Regions from separate parts of the Mus musculus genome. Here regions 1, 2, 3 and 5 are each linked to region 4. A link is a contact called in public ChIA-PET and HiChIP or PLAC-seq data. All regions are on one chromosome and are shown on one strand. The core of a region is the stretch at or near the end of the contact, and the rest is flanking DNA. Distances in the headings are between cores, read along the strand shown.

What was found. ChIA-PET counts read pairs in DNA pulled down with a chosen protein or histone mark. HiChIP or PLAC-seq counts read pairs in DNA pulled down with a chosen protein or histone mark.
Region 1: an H3K27ac HiChIP or PLAC-seq map of DN3 thymocytes shows a contact between it and region 4, with 9 times the contacts expected there. The contact joins two enhancer-like sites. A contact is called at or near these places in 1 of 15 datasets of contacts at CTCF or cohesin (pro-B cells), 14 of 484 Hi-C or Micro-C datasets (CD4 T cells, CD8 T cells, the CH12 cell line and 7 more), 26 of 115 datasets of contacts at active chromatin or transcription factors (the 230-238 cell line, CD8 T cells, DN3 thymocytes and 21 more) and 1 of 9 other capture datasets (embryonic stem cells).
Region 2: a contact with region 4 is called in an RNA polymerase II ChIA-PET map of memory CD8 T cells, with 2.8 times the contacts expected there. The contact joins two enhancer-like sites. A contact is called at or near these places in 1 of 15 datasets of contacts at CTCF or cohesin (the NIH/3T3 cell line), 1 of 484 Hi-C or Micro-C datasets (differentiating embryonic stem cells) and 3 of 115 datasets of contacts at active chromatin or transcription factors (the NIH/3T3 cell line, double positive thymocytes and memory CD8 T cells).
Region 3: an RNA polymerase II ChIA-PET map of effector CD8 T cells shows a contact between it and region 4, with 13 read pairs. The contact joins two enhancer-like sites. A contact is called at or near these places in 3 of 484 Hi-C or Micro-C datasets (CD8 T cells, bone marrow-derived macrophages and nephron progenitors) and 4 of 115 datasets of contacts at active chromatin or transcription factors (bone marrow-derived macrophages, effector CD8 T cells and regulatory T cells).
Region 5: an RNA polymerase II ChIA-PET map of effector CD8 T cells shows a contact between it and region 4, with 7 read pairs. The contact joins two enhancer-like sites. A contact is called at or near these places in 1 of 484 Hi-C or Micro-C datasets (nephron progenitors) and 2 of 115 datasets of contacts at active chromatin or transcription factors (double positive thymocytes and effector CD8 T cells).

Annotation. Positions count from the first base shown.
Region 1 is chr9:32,939,293-32,942,869 of GRCm38.p6, reverse strand. No RefSeq gene overlaps it. Among named protein-coding and RNA genes, the nearest start is that of Gm27162, 12 kb to the right of the region's middle. Within about 2 kb of position 1,334, at least 264 of the 459 cell types and tissues checked have an H3K27ac peak or open chromatin away from gene starts, as enhancers often do. A contact at or near this core is called in CD8 T cells, the CH12 cell line, DN3 thymocytes and 5 more, where this site is marked.
Region 2 is chr9:32,985,809-32,988,952 of GRCm38.p6, reverse strand. No RefSeq gene overlaps it. Among named protein-coding and RNA genes, the nearest start is that of Gm27166, 44 kb to the left of the region's middle. Within about 2 kb of position 1,617, at least 52 of the 459 cell types and tissues checked have an H3K27ac peak or open chromatin away from gene starts, as enhancers often do. A contact at or near this core is called in memory CD8 T cells, where this site is marked.
Region 3 is chr9:32,904,977-32,908,317 of GRCm38.p6, reverse strand. Gm27162 (predicted gene 27162) reads left to right here. Exons shown (of 4, transcript NR_131058.1): 4 at 1,276-3,341. Among named protein-coding and RNA genes, the nearest start is that of Gm27162, 22 kb to the left of the region's middle. Within about 2 kb of position 1,722, at least 56 of the 459 cell types and tissues checked have an H3K27ac peak or open chromatin away from gene starts, as enhancers often do. A contact at or near this core is called in CD8 T cells, effector CD8 T cells and regulatory T cells, where this site is marked.
Region 4 is chr9:32,614,701-32,618,278 of GRCm38.p6, reverse strand. No RefSeq gene overlaps it. Among named protein-coding and RNA genes, the nearest start is that of Gm31928, 14 kb to the left of the region's middle. Within about 2 kb of position 2,123, at least 67 of the 459 cell types and tissues checked have an H3K27ac peak or open chromatin away from gene starts, as enhancers often do. A contact at or near this core is called in CD8 T cells, the CH12 cell line, DN3 thymocytes and 7 more, where this site is marked.
Region 5 is chr9:33,059,416-33,062,628 of GRCm38.p6, reverse strand. The region is part of intron 1 of Gm27166 (a long non-coding RNA gene); the gene reads right to left. Among named protein-coding and RNA genes, the nearest start is that of Gm27166, 29 kb to the right of the region's middle. Within about 2 kb of position 1,793, at least 30 of the 459 cell types and tissues checked have an H3K27ac peak or open chromatin away from gene starts, as enhancers often do. A contact at or near this core is called in effector CD8 T cells, where this site is marked.

The DNA of each region.
Region 1 (3,577 bases), core at 85-2,584, 330 kb before region 4:
TGGTGGAACCAGAGCAGTGCTAGAGAGCTCACCCTGGTGATTCACATAAGGGAGAGCTCAGCTACCTCCTAGGCCCAGACACAAGGCTCTGAGTTGGTCCAACAAAATCTCTATCATCTGCAAAAGGTTGGAATGCATAAAAGGGCCTGTCCTGCTAATCCAAGGCTGCAGTATCCCCCATGATCCAGGGCAACAACAGGGTAATGGAGTGGAGGACAGGTAAGGATCCAATTCTGATGGTGTCACAGAAGCCAGAGATTTCAAACCCGACCAATGACTCACTGCAATGGACATTTGCAAGTGAAGATGTATGGACAGAGAAATATACTGTGGGACACACTGTGACACACTGCAGCTTCCGCAATGGGGTCTTTTCTATGCTTTGTTTTGTTTTGTTTTGTTTTTATTGGGGGGGGGAGGGTTGCAGGGTGAATGGCGGATATGAGGGAAGAGGGAGATGAGCAGAACTGGAGTGCATGATGGGAAACTCACAAAGACCCAATGAAAACCTTTTTAAAAAAAAAAAAAAGGACAGAAAAGAAAAGAAAAGCAATTCAGTTCCTTGCAACTTCAGCTCAATAGTTTTGTTTTCTCCTCAACTACTGCCCCGCCCTCACCTATGAGAGCCTCTGGCATATTGAACAAGGAAGACATTCGCCACCCATACTGCAACCTGACGTCCTAAAACTTCGATCCTCACCGTCTTTCATTCATACTTTCTTCACACTTAAAACCATCTTCAGAGCCATAGTTCAGAGTCTTTCTTCATTGTACATAGCATGCACCCATTTGTTTGTTTGTTTGTTTGTTTATCGGTTCTGTTTTCTTGGGTCATGAGCATGTAAGACAGGCACTTTACATACTTAGCCATCTTCCCAGCCCACCACCCATGCCTTTGTTTTCTGTGGCTGCCAAGGCAAACAAGCCTATACATCCTGGAAAATCAGCACTAGAATGGTCCACCTTCAAGAATTAAATCATTTGATGTATACAGGCTGAGTAGGTGGGGTTGGGGGGGGTGAGCATTCCAGACTCCCCACCAGGGGTTGCTAGACATCAGATAAGTTCTGAAGAGAAATATGTGAAAATGGTAAATGAGAACAGAAAGACAGTCAAAGAAGAGACTGTTACCCTGGCAAGGCAAGCAGCCCTTCAGCAAAAGACCTCATAATGAACCATTGTGAGCTTAGCTGCAGTGTTTGTGAATGGAATGCTTTCTGTTGAATGAATGACTGCTGTTCCATAATTCACAAAGTCTGACTCAAAACAGCCCGGGAGGTATGAGCATGTCTTCAGTGTGCACCACACACGTTTCCCCTCTTATCACCCACAGTCACTTTGGTTTACTCTGTAGCTCAGACGTTAGTAAGCCACAGCCAGGTTATAGAAGAAATCCAGTCATTTATAACCAAACCAGATAACTGGAGGACTGAGCCCTCCTGACCACTGAAGATCCCTTCAATCAGGGTTCCTTTCCGTCAGCGAAATCTCAGGGCACTCGGTCTAGAAAAGTTAATTTGCATTTTTTTTCTCCAGTTTCCTTCTTGAAGCAGGCTCATCAAATTCATAAGGAAATATGATAAAACAGCCAATGATTTCAACTTGCAAAGACAGACACACTGCTCTGAGCTGCTAGCAGTATGTGGCTGTGTCTCTTACGTTTGCAAAGTCTCATGCTGCTCGCCACTGTGCCCACAAGCCCCTCCTCGGAATTTGTCCTCTCCAAAAGCAGCAGAATTGCTGACCCTAATTCTGAGACAAGATGCACAGTACACAGTGTTCCCTAACAGTGCGCATGCAGATTCTCTTCAGGGACTAGACTTAATGTAAACAGAGATATCCAGAAGTTACATTATAGCCTCATTCTTGAGATAAACTTCTGTTTAATCGCTGATCCTTCCCGGAATAAGAAAAAAAAGATGCAAATAAATTGTTTTACTATTCTTAAACTAATACTTAATCTTCATTTTCTTCCCATGCTGGGAACTCTGTCACAAAAGAGAGAGCGGAGAGCAGAGAGGAATTTAGGAACAAAGCGAAGAAAAACACTTTTTGTCCTGGTTCCCAACCAGTCTCCCAAGCCTGGATTTAGACATGTCTTCTCAATCGCGACGCTAGAGGGAGTCAAACCCAGGAATCTGAAATGATCTCCGGGGTTGAACAGCAAGGGCGGCTGTTACACCTTTCTCTTTAAACGAATGCTCCTTAGCTCAACTGCCCCAGAAAAACGCCCAATCTGGAGTGCCGTGCCTTGCTTACTCTGAGGTTACTATTTCTAAAAATAGTTTTCTGAAAAATCTCTCTAGTGGGCTGGGAAGCACGCAAGTGGAGTGTGGGACCCGGAAGTGCACGGTTCGGCTTCGGCAGGACCCTGCAGGCTGAGGGTGGGACTACAGAGCTAGCCAAGAGCAGCAAAAGGGGTCGTGCCCTAGACTGAGAGTGTGTATTGGGGTTTAAATAGGCTATTCTCACTAGTCCTTGAGGAAGCAAAGTATTGGCTGGGGGCTGGGAGCTGGGAGCCCCAGAAGTGAACACCATGTATCAGGTGGCTGTGATTCCAAGATTGCCCCCACTGCCCCACCGCACACAAACCACACAGAGCACTACACCTCTGCGAAGGGTCCAGTAGAAGCAGCCTCTAAATGATGTCATGGCAGATGAACGAGGTTTTACACACCTCCGCTGGTCTTCCAACCATTTAGTGTTTCAAGCGAGGCATGGGAGTTAGAGAGAATGCCAGATATGGTCCAAGATGGGAGGAGACAGATAAATCCAAGTTTGGGAACTCTATCCATTTTCTCTCTTCCGTCTCTGGTCACATTTGTAATTCCTAGGAGAATATTACCACTTATTTTTGAGCCACTTTCATTTTTGTTTGTATTTGCTCTAAAAAATCCCCTTAAGACCAAAAGCAAAGAACTTCTCTAGTGTTCTGTCCCTTTGGGGTATGTGTGTATGGGGGTGGGAAGTATTTTGAGCATTCTTTTTTGGATATCCCTAACCTGTACAAAGCAGGGACCTAGCCTTGTCTCCAGCTTTCTTCTGTCACCAGCTTAATGTTCCTCAACATCTTGAAGCCTGGAGGAGGATGTGGAGGGAGGTTCAACTTTAGCATTTAAGTCTTGGGTACAGGGCAGTTACACAAAACTCAAGAAGCCCAACTCGTTGCCTGAAACACAGACTCTAGGTTAGACCCAGAGCTATTCCGTCCTCTAGCAAACCTCCCAAGAAAGATATCGGAGGACAAGCCTGGTCTATTTCCTTGATCAATTCATGAGAGAATTTGGTCCGTGTAGATTCTGGGAGAGCCCACTGTCTGAACTTTCAGAATTATTGCTAAAAATGAATGTAGCCTGAGCAAGCCTTTATGCTAGGAATGTCAGTCTTGTCTATATACATCTTCTGAGGTTTGGTACCAGCTCAGTAACTGACTGCAAACAATGTAGTGAACTTTTCCAATCACACTCACCACCACCACCATCATCAAACAAGACTATCAGAGAAAATAATCTATCAGTCCCTTTTTGGTTTAAAAGTTCCATGGTTTCTGTCTCTCTCCAGAAATTTTTGAATTTTT
Region 2 (3,144 bases), core at 368-2,867, 370 kb before region 4:
TACAAAACACAAATCCAAGGGAAAAAATCATGAAAATTGTAAGATAACAGATAATCATCCAACCAAATGGTCTGATTTCCCAACAAAGTGGACTTGAGCAATTGCTTCTATGAGAACGAGCCCTGGACATCCCAACTCTGAGACCTCACAAATGCTGCTGAATGTGTCAGCATCTCAGGCCTGTCTTTAATTTAGGAAAATAAGCTTATCTATCTTCTAAACTTTGGGTGAAAACAAAGTTGTTATTGTGAAAAGTACTAGAAATTCTCTGTGGTTCATAGTGCAATACAACTAACTATAACAATATTCAAGAATGCTCTTTGAGTAGGCAAATTCTCAAATACACATACACACACACAAACACACATACACGCACACATACATATGCATACACATGTATACACACAAATGCATACATATGTATATGTTTGTAAGAATAATTAATGAAAAATAGGTCATAAATTTGAAAGAAATCAAGTAAGGATAAGGAAAGTAGGAAAGGAAAGGGAGAAATGATGTGATTATATTAGAATCTAAAAAATATAAAATGAAGAATTAAGAAATAAAATTTAAAAAGGCTTTTTGAATTATATATAGTTATAACAACTTTGCCTTCATATTGTCACAAGGATTATTCAGGCATGTTGAAATGGTATTTCTAGTCAGATAATTCATTGGTCTGGAATAGTGACCTGTGGATTAAAGAATGCTGCTAAACCTGCCACAAACCACAGAGAAGTATCATAGTAAACCTTTCCAAACTAGGACAACTAAAATGTCTTCACACATTACCACATCTCTCTTTCTCTAAGTATGAGTACATAGTCTGTCAAAGAACACATAAAACTCTCTTGTCAAACAAACATATCAAGGGCCAAACAAGACTCCCCAAGCATTTAATGCAAGCTCAAAGATCTCACCTCCCACCACAGGAAGCCCCCAAAGTATTGTCTGCCTCAGAAGTGTTACAGTCTTATCTAATGCTCTGCATCTGCTTCTTTCCCTCGGTTACCAAGGAGAAATGGTTGAGCTTTTCAAAGGGGGAAGAAGGGAAGGAAGGAAGAAAGGAGGAAAAGAAGGATGGAGGGAAGGAGTGAGGCAAGGATGAGGGACAGAGGGAAAAGAAGAAGGAGAGAGAAATGAGAGAGATGGGAGAGAGAGAGAGAAAGAGAGAGAGAAAGAGAGAGAGAGAGAGAGAGAGAGAGAGAGAGAGAGAGATGTTCAGCTCTGGAAACTTTCAGTCTTTGATCAGCGGGTGAAGAGGCAGAAGTGAATTAGTGCACGTTCCCAGGCTGGATGTACTGTGGATGTGCTGCTGTCCAGACTGTGTTCTGGATCAGTCCCCTCTCCCGACTGCAGAAGCTCCTTGGCATGTCTCAGAGCAGACAAAGCCCTGATGGAAAGTAACAGGAAGACTGAGCTGATTCCAGGGAGTTTGATTTATCGGGACTACTGGCATTTGCCAAAGCAAGTGGTCTGTTTCGATGAGATGTTTCCCAGGCAGGAGGAAAGGAAAAAAAAAAAAAAAAAAAAAAAGATCATCTGGCTTGATCCCCTTGGCTCTTGGAAACTGAATATCATTGGTTCCCCACAGCAGAGAGGAAAAGGAAGGGGGGGGAGGAGGACTCTATCCACAGCAGGCTGCAAGTGTCTTACCTAAGACTCAACCCCAGCTCCTATCAGCTCCTCAAGGACTTCTATTTCTTTACACTAGTAATGTTAATAAACTCATGTTTTACACTCCCGACTTAAAAATGCTGGCTGTCTAACTCTCCTAGCGAAACTCTCCTCATCCTGTCTCCCTCTCCTTCCCATCCTCCAGCTCCAGGTCCACTCCCATCTGTTTTCTGTTAGGAGTTCATTTTCAGAGTGCAGGCTGGTGGAATTTGGAGTTCAGACCCCCTCGAGTGATGAGAGTCCTGGGGCTGCTGAAGGTCCCTTCACTTGGTTCCTGCCACCTCCCCCTCCTTCCCCTCCCAATGCCCCACTCGCCCTTGTGCAATAACATGCTAGAGCCCACATCTGTTTCCAATTCCATGTTCATTTGAACTGCTCTGGGAAAATGGAAGCTCTCACTAAAGGCCGGGGTCTTAAAGCAACAGCATGAATACAGATACCTTTATTTGTATATATATTTTCATCCATATCTGATCTGGAGTCAACGAAGAGCTTACCATTTGTACAGGTTGATATAATTGTGGATTCATAAGTCCTTCCTTCTGGGCTCTAATGATCATCTCTGCCCAAGTTCTTATCTAGGGATTTTACCTGAATCCTACAATCCTAATTAGCAGAGTGTGAGTTCTGAAGGTACTGCTTTAGTCTTCAATGTATTGTCTGATTACAACTATAGGTGTTTTCTTATAAGGGCAATAATGTAGGAGAACAGAAACTTCCAAAATAACGGATGGGTGATATATGGCATGTGTCCTCTAGCACGGAAACATAGATGCATACTCATCTTTCAGGAAGAGCACACAGTGGTCCTCAGAAAAAAGGAGAGAGATTATCCTCAGCCAGAGAAAGGTGTCATGGTCATAATTGTGACACCGTTGTCTCTGTTTTATAGGTTATGGTTACATGAACTCAAAACATGAACCCAAAAAAACTTCAGAGTTCATAAGATCCTAGAAAAGGGAACTTTCTTCTCATAAAAAGAAACCCCAGTGGTTGGCAGTGACCATAGCATGATGGAGAGTCCTCACTGTCACTTTGCCTGGATTAAAAACCACCATAGAAGTATATCTGGCTTTGTCTATGAGGCTGTTTCTCAAAAGGTTTAACTAGGGCAATATGATCTGCCCTGACTGTACAAGGCACTGTTTTATGGGCTCAGGGAGAAAGCCCTCAAAGGGCCAGCATTTATCACTCTGTGCTTCCTTGTAAACATCAAATGTAACAAATTAATGACAACTTAATCCTTTGTCACTTCCATACTTGCCTTGTCATGATGGATTGTACCCTCAAACTCTAAGCCAAAATTATTTCCTTCTTCCCTAATTGGCTTTTATCATGCAGTTTGACACAACAGTGAGAAAAGTACTTAAAAGAGAACATTTATACCAAGGAATAGGGTTGTTGCACTGATAAACCTGACCTATGGTCATAATCTTTTGAAACTGATTTTCAGAGGAATGTAGAAGA
Region 3 (3,341 bases), core at 473-2,972, 290 kb before region 4:
CAGACACAAACCTTATGACTGAGAGACAGAGTCCCATGTCAGACATGCAGTTGTCCTGTCAGGATGCAAGTGTTTTATGAGCATTTTCCTCACTCACTAACCCTTTCGGGAGAAAGAACTCAAAAAAGAATGAGGCTCAGGCAAGAAAGCATGGAGGAGACTGAAAATTCAAAGGGAGGGTTAGCTAAAGTCCAGACACCTTGAATGAAGAGAGTCAGGCTCTATCTGGCTCTACCTTCAGCAGGCTGTGAGGGCTTGCACTTGATTGAATCAGTTCCCAGTTTCCTGTTTAAAATCTGAAAGAAATGAGTTCTTGGTTAAGCTATGATGTTAGGATTTCTCGTGATTAGAAGCTTCCCACTGCATTTCTTCCAGTCCTTTACTTTCAAGCAAGTGCTAGAATGGTGAACCCTCAACATGAGACTTTTTGGGGACTGTGACATGAACTTCTGCACAAGCTGGCCAAAATGTATTCTGTCATTAGCAGTGTCTCCTTATGGAGCCTTGATGCCCAAGTTTTATGAGTTTAGAACTAACATGGTAACCAAGATGGAGGCAAATTGGTCTTTTCCAATTTAGCTCACTCAGAATCAACTTGTCTGCTCACAGCAAAGCAGTTTAAGAATCCCGTCATACTTAGACAGTGTGTCACTTTTCTTTTTTATTTTAACATTTGTATGTGTGTGTACATTGTTTTAGTTTTGTTTTTCCTTTTGATTTGAGACCAGATACTTCTGATGAGCTTGGTTGGCACTTACCGATTTGGCTAGTCATAGCTGCTAGTAAGCCCAACAGATAGTCCTGTCTCTGCACACAGAGCCCCAGATCACTGCTGGGGTTCCTGCAGTGCACCTTGTGTTCAGCGTTCTTACGTGGTGGGTTCTGGTAGGTTGGACTCTAGTCCTTATTTTTGCACAGCAAGCACTTGACCAACTAGGCCCATCTCCCCAGCCCTCAGTTTTAGTTTCTGAGTGGAACAGCACAGCTGTTTAATTTTTGTCTACTCTAAATCATTGAATTTTCATAACAATACAATGGTGGACATCAGGTTCTCCAAATTATAAATAAAGAAGCTGAACTGGAAATGTTTAAAGTAGTTCCCAAATGCTATGCTTCTCCTCCAGTGGAGGCAGAATTTGAATCCAGATGTGACTATTAGTATACACTCTTAGATATCTGCCAGGACTTGTGTATGGAAATGCATCAATAATATCTAAATACTAGCTTCAAGAAAAGTTATGTGGAGCTTATAAAATGCTAATCTTAATTTTTCAGCCTGGAGAGAATTAAACAAGCCTTATTGACTTCCCACAGAGAAGCCTGTTCAGCTAGGTACCATGAGGTTGAGAGATTAACACTGCAGAATGGAAACAAAGAACATTGATGAAGCACTTGGGTGAACTCGGGTAAGACATTTTCTCCAATCAAGTTATCAAAGCCGAATTCCTGTTAGTCCTTTTGGAACTCTTTTTGCTTATGAAGCAGATATGGATTGGAGGGCACACTGGTCCCTATTGTTGTTCTGCAGGCTTGCTTGTGTTAGGTCAGCATATTAGTTCCCCTACCTCTGTAAAGACTGAGAACCACATTTGGAATCAGGACAGGAAGTACACCCCCTCCTTAAACCCTTTACTTTCTGGAGAAGTCACGGGTGGTGAAGATGTTTCCTGCCATTCTTTACAGAAGCAAGAGTCGCTTTAGGGTTGTTTCATTATCAGTGGAGTAGTTGTCCCGTGGACCTCTGCCCTTGAAGAGTGAAAGAGCAGTCAAGACAGAGCCCACTAGCCTCACGTCGTCACAGTTGCAAGCAAGCAAACCTGTCATCTTCCTGTATTATCTACAAATGGTGTTTGTTTCCTTTGACGTATATTCTAACACTTGGGGCAGGAGGGATTTCTCGAAAAAACAATATTGTTGAGTATACCAATTCCCTGCCCCCAGCCATCCTTTCTGTTTCCTTTTCAAGGCTCCAGGAATTGCTAAATGGCATATCCTGGACAACCAACACTCTTCAGCTAAAAATACCAGAGGGTGAGCTTATCTCGAGCAATGCTTCCTCTCCAGGGGGTTCATAGACATTATCTCATTTATTCTTAAAAACACCCTGTGAGGTAGGGCATGGCCAAAGAACTGGATCCCAGAAAGGTAAGGAAGCTTTAAGACAAAAGGTCACTGGCAGAGGTTCGATTCTGAAGCCCGGCAGAACAGCTCAGATGTGTAACTTTCAAGCTGTAAAATCTACTCACCAGGCATCAATAACTTGACTGCAGGAGCCCAGAGACCCCCTTATTAAATAGATATAGATATAGGAGATAGAGATAGATAGAGATAGAGATAGAGATAGAGATAGAGATAGAGATAGAGATAGAGATAGAGATAGAGATAGAGATAGAGATAGAGATAGAGATATATAACAAGACTCCTGGCATACAGGAAAAGACAGAGCTTAGCGGAAATTGGATCCCCAAAGCTACTTCTTCAGGGTAATGATGATTTCTTTGTTATCTATAACAAACTGGAGAAGAACATTGATCATCTTTTCAAATTGTCCCATTGCCCTCCTAACCTCATCTGCTAACATGGCTTCATGTCCCACCTACACAAACTGGAACAACTGGCTTAGTTGTCTCAGAGAAACAAGATATATATATATATATATATATATATATATATATATATATATATATATATATATATATATATATATATATATATATATATATCCCTTCTAGAAGTCAGACATGACTTGCTTATACATACTTCAAAAACAGATTCCATAATCAACAAAATACATTGTTCTGACATTCTATATATTGTCTTATATTCCTTTCCTCAAGACTTGGTCCCATGCCCAAACCCGAGAGTCATGGCAGCTTCTAGGTCCTCTTAGGAGCATACGCAAATCCTGTTACTGACATATCTCCTCTATGCCCCTCATGACTAATTTTTTTCCCACCCATACTCATGCCCAAGGAGAATGAGCTTGGGAGCATGAACTACCGAGCTCCCTCCTCTCTGCCTGCTAGCTGATTTAGCAGGAGGTTAAGGGGAGACAAGAGTATGTTGTTAGTTTTACCTTATTTCTTCCCTGTAGGGTGACTATGACTGAGTCCTGCCCACAAGGCCAGCTCCTCCTTCAAACACTGCTCTTTGTCTGGGTTTTTAGTAAGCATCACTTCCTGATGGCCACCAGCCTGGAAGTTTTAAAGGATCCTCCTGCTAATGTTCCCAATTCTTTTGTCGTCCCTATTATATGTATTAAAGCCACAACACATTCTGTAAATAGTTCCTTCATAAACTTGTTACAGCTCCTAGATAGAATGGATTCCATTGGTCCTAGT
Region 4 (3,578 bases), core at 874-3,373:
CCCATAAAAGATGACATTATGGTTCGCATTAAGGAGAAGTGGAAAAGGAAGTTACACCAGGTTAGATAATTTTCCCAAGGCACACGGCAGTAAATGAATAACTAATTCAGTCTCCAGCTAGGCTGCCTCTTGAGAACAACTCCTTGGCCGCAATGTTGTGCTGATTTTTCTAACCCGTAGATTATATTTGGAGAACATTGCTTTCAGAGAGAAGTGAGAGGCGACATTCGTCAGATAATTTTAACCAAGGCCCTATTTCCGAGATGTTTTCTTTCTTCCCTTCCATGGGCCTCCACTGACCCTCTTTGTGTCCCCCTGTGGTCCTCATTTCCACCTTCTCTCTTCACCATCAAACCTCTGAATTGTAACTGAGCTAAGATGCCCGAGACAGGATCCCAGAATAACTCCTTTTTATCCTGCCTGGGTTTGGGAATAGAAATAATCTCTTGGGTCTGACATGGCAGTTTGTCCCACATTTCCACTCTTGTTTTTGATATTTTGGACAAATATACTATAATCCTTACCCTACCTTACAGGTAGCAAGCCTGGAGCTCAGAAATCAGGTACAGCTCTGAGCTGAACTGGAACTGACTTCAGATAGATGCCCACAAAACAGTGACAGTGCCTACTGAAGCTCAACAAGTCCCCCCTCATGGCAGTGTGACTAGCTGGCCAGCCTCGAGGGGATTCGAAGCCCCACCCACGTGGCCCAGATGTCATTTACAGAAGTTAAATGTTCTTGGTCAGCTGAGGTTTCTGTGAGAGCTTCTGTTTGTATTGACTGTGGTATTGTTCACCTCTTACCATAGAAACCACGTTATTTCGGTCTCCTTTTGGTTGTTTCTGTGTTGCTTTAAATATTGTCCCAATTCAAGGGCAAATGCAAGGTCAATGTGAGCTTCATCAACAAGTTTAAATGGCAACCTCCATCTATGAGAGCAGAGTTGAAAGAGAGGAGTCAAAACACCTGTGTCCTAGCCCTCCTCTGCTGGTAGATTTAATTGAAGAGGGGGGTCTGTTTCCACAGAGTCACCAGCAGCAGTAAACTGGAGAAACCCACAGTGTAGCAATCTCCAAGTATTAAACATTCACATCTCTTGGTGTTCTTGACCGACTCTGCTGCACGGACAAGATGTCATCTATAAGCAATTGCTATTTTAGAAGACTGGAACCTTTCCTTCCTGAGAAAGCCCATATCTGAAAGAAGATGTCCTAGGAAGAGAAGGTATATGGTGAGCGTAGGTAAAGGCAGCTTGGTTGGTAAAGAAAGAGCAGAAGTGATCCTGGGTCTCCGGCCTGCCGAGGATGCTTCTGTGGGTGGTCTCAGGATCTGGGTGCACTTTTCTCCTGCAGACCCTGTTTCAAGATAGCTCAGCAAGATTAGCTCACCCAAACAACAAGTCACACACCCTTCTGTGCCCTAGATACCAGATAAGAACTGACAATCAAAGATAAGGAAGATTCTGCTTTTAAAATAAGCTTGTAGCTTATCAAAGGAAGAAACAAGCTGATACAAGTTTTCAAGGGAGTCTTGCAAAGAGTTAGATGATGCAGAGTTAAGGTAACAAAAGCCATCAACACTAAGGAGTCTTTTTATCTTGTAAGCTATGTAGCTAGCCTTTCTGTTTAAACCTTTCATTACTTAAGACATGTTTTCCAGGTCTGAGTCTCCTATTCAATTGCCTTCTCAGGACTGCAAGCACCATCTGAAGTTGTCCTGTCCCTCCTATGTGGCTTGACAAGGAACAGGACCTTATACTACTTCATAGTGTTCTACAGTCATCTCGGAGATGATGTGTCCTAGTCTAGTAGCAAGTTTCTTTCAGGCAACATTGAGACTCTTAATTATTTCTTCAGTAATACTTGACCCAACATTAGGCACATGAGATGTTATCACCAGATATTCCCATCAGAGTTTGCACCAGAATCCCTACTTCCTTGCCCTGAAGTTGGGGAGGCCTCTGATGGACACGGGACTTGCTTTCACTAATTGATTCACTTCTGGCAGAAGCTGAAGAATTTCAGCCTTTGTGTTTTTATCCTCTGGCACGTGTCAGGGTGGCAGCTGCTTTTCAGCCTGATCCGAGCAAAGCCCTCCACCCCCACCCCTGCCAGCCCAGAGCGTTCACACAGCGAGAGTAGGAAGTGTCACTGACTGCGTGACAACTGAGGTTTGGCACCTGTCACCACAGCGTAATCATCCCAGCCAACACACAGAAGAACACAGCAAATATTTGTTGATGTGTGTACTTATGGCTCCTAGACACCAGACTCTGAAGGAAGAAAACAAAGTCAAAAGGCTACTTATGCTGGACCAACAAAACCCTGTTCAGTACATTCTGTATCTACCTATATCTGCCTCACAGTCTGATGCTGCCGAATCCTATGTTTATGGTATGGTAGTCCATACATACATTCCTAGGGTAGAGTTTTGTTTATAAATTAGTAAGAGGTTAACATCAGTAACTTATAATACAATAGAATGGTTGCCATAGCATACTCTATAACACAGTTATTTATAACTTAACAATTTTTAAAATTTTACTTCTGGAATTTTCCATTTATATCTTCGGACTGTGGTTGACCATAGGTAACTGAAATTATGGAAAGCAAAACCACAGATAGTGAGGGTAGCTACATTCATGGCTGCTGTTCATGTTTCTGAAACATCACTGTTTCAGATCTCGGGTCTGAAAGACCCTCCCCTGTCTTTCGCTCTGAGGCGTCTTGGTCTGTAGGTATTGGTGGCCAAAATGAGAAACCTAAGGCCTGGAAAAGGGGGATGAGCCGGGAGCAAACTCAAACAGAATTGCAACGATGAAAGGGAAAGCTTTAATGAAGAAACTCTTGAAGAACACCCAGATAAAAATTCCTGGGAAGGCTGGGAGTGGAGCTCAGTGGTGAGGCTTGCCTAGTGTGGAAATGACAGAACTTGGCCTCTGTTATCAAGGAAACCTGAACTGCTTGGAAAGCATTTCACCCTCCTGCTGCTGTGTGTTTCTGAGCAAGTTACTTCACCTCTCTGACCAGGGCAGAGCCTTCATCTACAGAACAAAATAGAGAGAGCAGAGCTCAGCACCCAGAGGGGTGGGTGTGGTGGGAAGAGCCCTTTACATTCTGAACTTTGATAGGGATTTCCAGATGTCAACTGTCAGAGTACTCACCTGGTACCACAGAGCCTTGGGTTCGAATCCCAGTGCTACAAAAATCAGGTGTGGTCATGCATGCTCAAAATCCCAGCACTCAGTAGTCTTGACACTCAGGAGATAGAAGCTGGAGGGCCAGGGCTTCAAGGTCATCCTTGGCTACATAGTAAGGTTATCGCAGGCTGCATGAGACCCTATTTTAATTAAAGACAAACAAACAAACAAACAAAAAATGCCTCTTTTCCAGTAAAATAGGCATGATTTTTGGACTGTTTTTAGCGCACAGATACTGTGTTTTATTAATGCTTCTACAAAAATAAAAAGAGATGGAAAGATTCATTAAAAAGCCATAAACCCCAAACAAGTTCTGTCTGAACTCAACCCCCGGGAAACACGGAAGCTCCTGACCAGAGTGCAGCAATGTGGCCGTTG
Region 5 (3,213 bases), core at 544-3,043, 440 kb before region 4:
GCTTCAGCATCTCCTAGAATTCTGAATGGCCTGAGACTGAACGCGCATTATTTGATGCCTACTATTATGCCAGGCACAGGCTAAGCATTAGAGACACAACCCAAACACACCACCAGAAGAATAAATATAGAGGCCAATGCAAAAGATTATAATGTGGAACTGCTTCCCCCACAGGAACTGGGCAGCACCATTTTCATAGAATGGATATGTATCTAAGCTTCAAACCATGAAAAAGTTTAGTTATAGCAAGTGACCATGGAGGCTTCAAAGACAAGAAGGCAGGTTAGGCCAGGTGGCAAGAGGAGGCCAAGAAGGCTGTAGTTACTATTGGAGGAAACACGTGCTCTTCTATGGTTGTGGATACACAACTTTGAACCTTTGGCTCTCAGAACGCCTCCACACTATTGATTCTGTGATCTATAAATCCCATAACTCCATAGGCCAAAATGTTCCAAAATGCTTCGTTCTTCACCCTCCCTCCAGGACACTGGGCTATATAGCCTTGCTCACAGTGCCCACTACCTGTCTACCATGGAGAAATTAAATGGGCGATGGGTAATGGGAGGGGCCTATCTTTCTTCAACCCCATCTCTTGTGCTTGCTCTAAACATCACACGTCCCTGACTCTTTCCACCATCCTAAAAAAAAAAAAAGAAAAGAAAAAAGAAGTGTGTTATCCAGGATTGATGTTTGAACTCACCCCCCAAGCTTCTTTATATATTATTAGGGATGAGCATAAATCCTGGGGTCTGCTGTGAAAGTCATTCCAGTTGTCTGTGTGGCTCATTTTCCCAGCAGGATCACTCTGTCCCACAGAGAAAGTGGAAGCCTGGGAAAAGACTTGTGAGGAGTTACAGGAAAAAAATATTTGGCTGAGAAATTTCACTGGATTTTTACAATTCCCCTTGTCCCAGCTCATGTCTCTGGATTACAAATGCATCTCCAATAGATATCCTGCGGAGCATCTGGAGTTTCTGTGTTTGTGTGCCTGTGTGGGTGTGTATGAGTATAGTATATGTGTATGTATACATGTGCATGTATGTGTATGTACATGTGTGTGCTTGTGAGCTTATATGTTTGTCAGTCTGGATTTATGTTTGTATGTACATTTCTATGTGTATTCATATGTGTGTTCATATGTAAACATACACAATAAAAGCTGACTGAACATTTTCTTCTTCATTCTTCAATGTATGTGACTAAACATTTTACATATGCTGACTGGTTTATTGCCTATTTACCTATCTGACTTGAGAAGCAACTCCCTTCTTCAGGACCAAAAGTATACAAGAAAGTGTTAGAGCAAGTTTATCTGAACATCCCTTTCCAACAGACAGACCATGAGGGACAGAAATGAAAATAGACAAACGAACCCAGAAAGCATCCTGTAGGCACCATATGTAGTTTTACCTGTTTCTCTCTTTAGCTGAAGGCATACAGATTAGAACCTGACTACCTCGAAGAAGAGATAAGGATCAAGAATGTAGAAAGTCTATAGAAGAAGCACAGTCATATTTTCTCTGCCTCACCACATATTGGGTACTATCTGTGGTTCTTCTAGCATCATCGAAGGTGGGTACTAAGGAGAGTCAAAGTAGGTCACGGAGGCTTGGGTTTCAATATGATGTTTGGATTATCTAGGGCAACCAGGACAGAGTCTTGTAACAAGATTTGAATCTACATGAAATGTTTCTCAAGAGAAATCTTTTGGAGAGGTTAGTGTACTACAGGCCTCTCATATATATCTGTCTATGCACACAGCTCTTACATTACTCCTTGTGTGTAGTGTCAGGAAGTCACACTTAACAAAAAGTTTCCCCACGTTGTCATAGAGACTCTGTAACCACATTCAGGTTACTTACAGTACAAGTCTGTCTGAGAAAAGACAAGCTGAGCTATTCTCACCAGCACAGAGGACTCAGCCTCAGAACCACTGCCTTCCATCACCCGCCCCCTCCCCCTGCCTCCATCACCAAAGACAAGGCCCAGCACTTCAAGCCAGTCTTAACTCTAGTCATTCTGCAGACGGCAAGTCTAGGCCACAGAATGGTATGGAATCTGGTCATCTGGAATTGTGAAAGAACCGAAAGAAACTGCTGAAGTCTTTGCAGCCAGTCAAAACCCTCAGATTCTGTCACTGACCCCAAACAGTAAAATTAGACAGGACTCTAAGCTAATGCTCACAGCTGATCCCTGAGTCATTTTCAAAGATGTCATCAGGCATTTCCTGGGTGCTGCTTCCCCCACACCTGGGTTCCTGGCCATTACTGTCCAGCTGACATTGCCCAGGGACTGGATAGCTACCCCCAGTTACCACAGCCTCACATCATGGCGCACAGACTACATTTGTCTTGGTACTTTCTCTGAGTAGACAAACAAATCATAATGTAGACCCTCTTTCTTAGTTCAGAAACCATAACCAATTAAACCACGAGGAAAGATCAGTAGTATGTGATTTCCTGAAACAGATATTTTGGGTTGAAAATTTCAAGAAACTATACCGGTCTCAAGTAGTTTTAGTCAAGATTATCCTTTGATGAAGGCATGAGCTTGTGTAGCTGAGATTTCTGACTGTCTTCCATTTTCTCCCCATGCTGTGGGGTATGAAGAGAGAGAGGGAGGTGAGAGAGAGAGAGGGAGAAGGAGAAAGAGACAAGGGAGGAGAAGAGGAGACAGGGAGCACAATAGGAAGACAGAGACAGAGGAGAATGTATGCCTGATAGAGAGGAACAGAGAGATGGGGGAGAAAGGGAGGGAGGAAGGGAAGGAGAGAGAGAGAGAGAGAGAGAGAGAGAGAGAGAGAGAGAGAGAGACAGAGACAGAGAGAGAGAGAGAGAGAGAGAGAGCTGGGCTCAAAAAGTTAGGCTGAACAATACCTGATGAATGGCAACAAGGGTTGTCTTCTGACAGACACACACACACACACACACACACACACACAAATAAATAAATAAACAGTCTGTTTTTAAAAGTAAAAAAAACTTTAATTGAAGAAGTTGTTAAATTCTGGGCCTCAGAGGAAGGCAGGAGTAAGCTCACCCTATAAGCATACACAAATCTGGCCTGAAACTCTTGTGGGGAGAGGAAAACAAGAAGGAATACTTATTTCTTGATTCTAATGTAATTTACACTTTATACTCTGTCTTTTGAACTATGACAAGTATCTTTAGATATATTTCTACACCCTGAGAAGCTATTGGCACCCTTTCAGAA